Regions from separate parts of the Lactuca sativa genome. Here region 2 is linked to region 1. The links are chromatin contacts, called in public Hi-C maps. All regions are on one chromosome and are shown on one strand. Each heading gives the region's core, a stretch centred on a gene start, on an enhancer-like site or on the middle of the called end of the contact. The rest is flanking DNA. Distances are from core to core; before and after follow the strand shown. Region 1 holds the start of LOC111886589 (two-component response regulator ORR22). Region 2 holds the start of LOC111886600 (60S ribosomal protein L39-1).

Region 1 (3,067 bases), core at 320-2,819:
TTCAAAAAAAATTTAAGTGTTTCAAAAAAGATAAATAGGAATCAGGTTACCAAATAAAAATATAGATTTCCATCATATTGTATTGCAAAAGTAGATTATTATTATTTTATTTAGTTATTTATATATTTGACATACAAGTTATTTACAATCATAAAACAATTGCTTTTGTTGTAGGAGCTTTATAGTTGTTGTACGGAATTCCATATAGTAGATCAATAAATCAAACAATAAAACGTCCGAAATATAACAATTTTTTATCAGATTACCTCCTATATGGGCATTGAACGAGTTTACGTTAGCCATTTATATGGTACATTTTAACATTTAAAAAAATAGACGAAAAAAATGTTTATGGTACATACAAAAATTACTCATTCTGCTTAATTTATATTTGGACCATAGTTTGACATGTTTAGTTAAACCAACCTTTCTAGTTTTCATACGAAAAATTGATTAGTTGAAATTATCATAGGATATTAGGATATTAGTTATTCATAGCATAGAAAAATAGTACAAGAACTTTTATTATAAAAAATCATGATTACGAGTCATTTATGAACTTGTGTAATGATTTATTTATAGAAAATAACTAAAAACAAAATCAAACATAAACACACATGTTTACTCGGAACATGTCACATTTGGTAGGTCAAATGAATGGGGAAAATGACATTTGGTTATTTTATTATTTATAGTAGTATTATTATTGAAAATTATAAATAAATAAGCCTCTAATTAAGCACCATACCTAATCAAGCAAAGGTATTATTTGAGAGGGCTTTAAATGGCTAGTCTGTTGAACCTGCAAATGGCAATTTAATATAATTAGCATTTTAAACTTGATAGGATAATTACTCCAAGATTCTGTCCCTCCATTTCAATTACCATATTACCCTTCAAGACTTTTTATTAATTAAAGAAAACGTCTTTTCACCATAAAAGCGTTTTCTAATTAACATGTTTATTACTATGAGTTGCATATGATTAATGGATGGGTCCATTAGTATTATCAAAGCAAATGGACGGCTAGGATTGCTTAATAATTGGGTTTCTTTATTCTTCTTCTAATCCGGAATTTTAACAGATTAAGTGTATCTTCAAAATCTTATACTATATATTTTTACCCTATATCTCTCTATATATAAAATATAAAAAAACTAATATTTCTATTCAAATTCAAATTAAGCTTTCTTAGATAAAAACCGAATATGACTTGTTATGTTTTTAAGTTTTAACGTGTGTGTTGAGTGTCTGCCTTTTAACTAACTTGACGTTGAAGAGTTATTAATGTTTATTAAAAGATTCTGTTTTTACAACAAACTTATATCACCCAAAAGTTATAATAAAGCTTCCATATATATCCATGAGAGGTAAAGATTCTAAGAAAGGGGAAAAAGAAAGTCTCCATTGTTTCTCAATAGAAACAAAGATGTAAATGTGTACATATACTAGATTATATGTATACATTGATATTACCCAAAATAATATTTTATTAAAAAGGGGCTTTTTTATTTCTGCAAAAAGAAGTAGATAAAAAAAAAGCAAAAGACAAATCCAGAGAGAGAGAGGGAGAGAGAGAGAGAGTTTTTGATTCTGTGTATTGTTGCGTTGAAAGCCATTCAATCTGTTCTGGCCAAATTTCCCCCATCATTGTCAATATGTATTAAGCTCCAGTCCAAGTCACTATCTTGTTTTCTCTCTCTCCAAGATCCTGTTTCTCTCTCTATTATCTTTGAAATCATTCTTTTTTCTTTCTGGGGTGGTTTTGTTCGTCAACAAGGTGGTCAAACAGATGAAAAAAATCCAAACTTTCTGAATCTTGTGTGTTTCTTGAATCTTGTTTGATCTCTTTTTCATCATCTGGATTTGTGTTTCAAATAATTATAAAGAAAAAAACAACAAGAAGATGACTGTAGAAGAAATTAGAGGGTCTAACGAAATTGACAGATTTCCCATTGGGATGAGAGTTCTTGCTGTCGATGATGATCCAACTTGTTTGAAGTTATTAGATGGGCTTTTAAGGAAATGCCAATACCAAGGTTAGCTTCGTTTCAACTGTTGTTAAAAGATTATATTCTTTAAAGTGTTGACTCAATCATTTTAACTTTTTCAGGGTTTCAATCTTTATTTTTTATCCCTTTTCATGAAAAATTGAGTTAGGTTTCTGTTTAAAAAACATTTGATTTTGGATTTTGCAGTTACAACCACAAGTCAAGCCATAACAGCATTGAAGATGTTAAGAGAAAATCGAAACCGATTTGACCTTGTGATCAGTGATGTTCATATGCCGGACATGGATGGTTTCAAGCTTCTTGAACTCGTTGGTCTTGAAATGGACTTACCCGTTATCAGTAATTCACAAATTCCCACTTCAATTTCTTCAATTTCTCCAATTTCTCCAATTCCGAAGTCAAAATCGATGTGGGTTTTCTAATTTTTCTTTTGAAATTGTCAACAGTGTTATCGGGAAACAGCGACCCGAAGCTTGTAATGAAGGGGATAACACATGGGGCTTGTGATTACCTTGTGAAACCGGTTCGTTTGGAGGAATTACGTAATATATGGCAACATGTGATTCGTAGAAAAGTGGAGTCAAAATCTCAATCGAAATCTGACAACCAAGATCGGCAGAATCATGGAGGTGAAGGTGGACAGGAAGCCGGAAGTGGAGATCTGAATGGGAAACTTAATCGGAAAAGAAAAGATGAGGATGACGATGGTGAAGATAATGGGAATGAAGATGACGATCCATCTTCGCAGAAGAAGCCACGTGTTGTTTGGTCTATTGATCTTCATAGAAAGTTCGTTGCTGCTGTTAATCAACTTGGAATCGAGAGTGAGCTTTTCTGTCTTTTTGTTCTTGTGTTCGTATCTAAACTTGTTTCATCGACACTCTTTGATGATTCCTTTTTTCTATTTTTATAACCAGAAGCTGTTCCTAAAAGGATCCTTGATTTGATGAATGTCGAAGGTCTTACTAGGGAAAATGTAGCAAGCCATCTCCAGGTTTGTTATTTTTACCATATTTCCTATTATAATGTTAGGGTTTTTTTGGTAATTTCAATTC
Region 2 (3,067 bases), core at 279-2,778, 150 kb before region 1:
GTTTATAACGAAAATTGTGAAAATTTCCTTTAAGTTTATCCATGACATAACATTTCAAGCGATGAGTGATCAGACACATTGTGTGTCATTGTGCCTGAAGAATATTAGCTTACAAATTTAATGAACTAACTGAAAAGTTAGTTTTTAGCTTATAAACTACCAATAAACTATCTCAAATAGCTTATTAAAAATCCAAATTATAAGTTATGTACTAAATTGCATTAAGCTAACTTAATAACTTATGCACACCAAATCTCATATATAAGACACATGTTTTGTTGATGTTGCAAGTCACCACTCATCATCAAATGTGGCCAAACCAGAAAAAAAATTGATATATGAATTTATAAAAAGTGGTTAATTTTGTGTTTATGGTTTCACAGACGTCAAACATTATAATATTATTCTTTCTATTAAAGATTACTATTGATTTGTCAAAAAATCAGAGACACAAACTCTCTGCAAAGATTTTCCTTTGATTATCAAAAACAGCAAGTTTAGATCAAAACAACAAATGGCCTAACATCATTTAAGATACATGATAAACAAGGTCAAATCAAAAACATCTTCAAATTCCAAGAAATTAAAAACATTAAACTCAAATCCACTTTAAGCTAAATATTGAAAAACAAGAACAAAAATCTTGATTGAATTAAACAAAATAGCACCTCAAAATCCAAGCTTGGTTCTACGCCAATGCCTGCGCTTTGCATTGTACCTGAATCAAACAAACAGATGTCAACAAAAAAATACAAAAGCAAAATCATAAATTGGGATTTCAGAATGATGATGAAAGTTGGAGAAATTAATTTGACCTGATCGTGTTGTCAGTCCTCATGCGAATCCAGTGAGGAATGGGCCTGTTCTGCCTCATCTTCTTTGCGAGCTTCTTCTTGATCATGAATGATTTGTGTGAAGGCTGTTTCAAAATTAAACATTTTTATGATTGTTCATATGAATTCTATGAGCTCAAAGATAAACACTCATGGAATGCTCGAACCAGAGCGGACAGAGCATCTCATTTTCTATATGCTTTTAGCTCATTGCAACAATCGATATAAAGCAAATTTAGCTCAAACTCACAGAATCTGCGATGGAGATTACATTCTCGAATTTATATCACACTACAGCGATGAAACCTTAAGTTATTTAGCAAATATCTCTCTTATAACCCTAAACGAACAACCGCAAACCGTAAAATTCTAAAAACTAGTCTAGAATCATCATCTAAGGTAGTGGTTTCTTATATCCAAAACAGAAGTAGATTTACATAATTTCAACTTCTGAAATTGATCTAAAAGGAAGAAACTGTCTACGATTTGTAGTTACGATCAGCAATTTTTAACATGAGGTTGAAGAAAAGATAGAATAGATTACCATGGCGTTCGTCTTCGGAGAGCACAAGAGCTCTACTTCTTCGGATCTTCTCTGGTTCGCTTAAGATGGTGGCCGCTATGACAGAGGTTATATGTAGCTAGGGTTTTGTTCTGGTTTTGGGTGGGCTATGTCGAAGAAGCCCAATTAGGGTTTAAACTTTAAAATGGTCGATTTTGAAAAATGAATAAATAAATAAATAAGTTAGTAATTTTTATTTGAAAGAAATAATTTTTTAATCAGTAGATTCTTTAAAACAAATTTTGGCTGAATAACGAGTAATTATTTTTACTTCTAAAGACTACATTTCACTTGTTCAAAAGGCCATATGTATCTCTATGGATAAAATGTAAATAACTGCGATCAATTTTTTCTTAATTTTTAATTTCGTAATCCAAATTTAAAAATCAATAACACCATAAAAGTCTTTACTTTTATAACAAACAATTCCAATATATGGTGATGAGATAGATTTCATGATTGATGACTAAAACTATTGAGATTTTAGTTTAACAATACGTAAATGCATTTGACCACAAGTCTTCACTAAAAATAAAATTAACAAAGTTTTTTTTTGCGACCTAAACAAAGTCTTTTCTTGCAACCTATGTACATAATTTGAGTGTAGTGTTTAGTCTCTTAAAGAATCCTAACTAGACTATTTTTTTCAAATTTAAATTGAAAATTAATTATATTTTTTTTAATTATATAATTTATTTACTCTGTAGTTAATTATATTCAATATATACTTTAGATTAAATAACTTGGTAACCTATTTTAGATTTAACAAAAGATAAGTGTATGTTATGTAACATGTTAAATACGCACTTTTCATTATGTAAATTGTTTTGTCATATTTGCTATGTTTATATATATTAAAACCGAAACCTGATGATGTCACACTCAACAATCAGGACCATTTATTGGGTTTCCTTGATTGATTTCAACCTTTGCATCGTTCTCCATATTTCTGATGATGTCATCATAACAAAACAATTCCCTATTGATTGAACGTATTACAAATTCTATTGATTACAAACGTTCGTGTGTAATGAATACTTTCCATGTTGAAAGAGATAAATCAGCCACCTAATTAGCGTTTTTTTATAAGTCGATCATGATGATTGCAACATATTTGATTGAAATCCTTTCTGAGTCGCTTCCTCAAGGTCGGCTATTACGTTGTTACATTGTCTGTTGATTAGGATTCTATATTGTTAATTATCTTTTCATTCTGATTGATTTTCACCATGATTAATCTTAACCAATAGAGTTATCGGTTGATTCTAATCATGTTCTCTCTCAAACACGGGAACTTAATAAGCATTTGTTATATGTAGGCGCTTGAAGACGATTACGAAGATAGAGTTCTGATTACTCATTCATCGATTCAGTTGGTACTATAAGAATGTTATTACAGGTAATATATTCACAAAATTCAAAATCCTTCCCAAGTTTGAATTCACTGATTTTTATCTTTGCTTCTATTGGATTCGATGAAGATGGTGTGTGCTTTTTTTTTCTCTCTCTCTCTACTACATACACACTCATCTTTAAAACATGTTCTTACTTAAAGGATATGTTGTTTTGGGGTTTGGGGGCTGAAAATGAGGCTGAGGGAACGAGAATATGATGCTTAAATAGGGCACCAAGTCCTAAAATTAGGGTTTCCCAACCCAGACCAGACTCGCCA

The links. Hi-C and Micro-C count contacts between places; a contact is called where the count stands out from the background.
Region 2: a contact with region 1 is called in a Hi-C map of leaf, with 6 times the contacts expected there. The contact joins the promoter of LOC111886600 here to the promoter of LOC111886589 in region 1. A contact is called at or near these places in 2 of 4 Hi-C or Micro-C datasets (both in leaf).

The regions. Positions count from the first base shown.
Region 1 is chr5:225,287,632-225,290,698 of Lsat_Salinas_v11, reverse strand. It overlaps LOC111886589 (two-component response regulator ORR22), which reads left to right and starts at 1,569. Exons shown (of 6, transcript XM_023882837.3): 1 at 1,569-2,039; 2 at 2,199-2,351; 3 at 2,459-2,836; 4 at 2,930-3,006. The coding sequence starts at 1,907.
Region 2 is chr5:225,436,447-225,439,513 of Lsat_Salinas_v11, reverse strand. LOC111886600 (60S ribosomal protein L39-1) reads right to left here and starts at 1,528. Exons shown (of 3, transcript XM_023882856.3): 1 at 1,378-1,528; 2 at 816-919; 3 at 457-718. The coding sequence starts at 1,380. The coding sequence ends at 670. The region is part of intron 9 of LOC111886598; the gene reads left to right.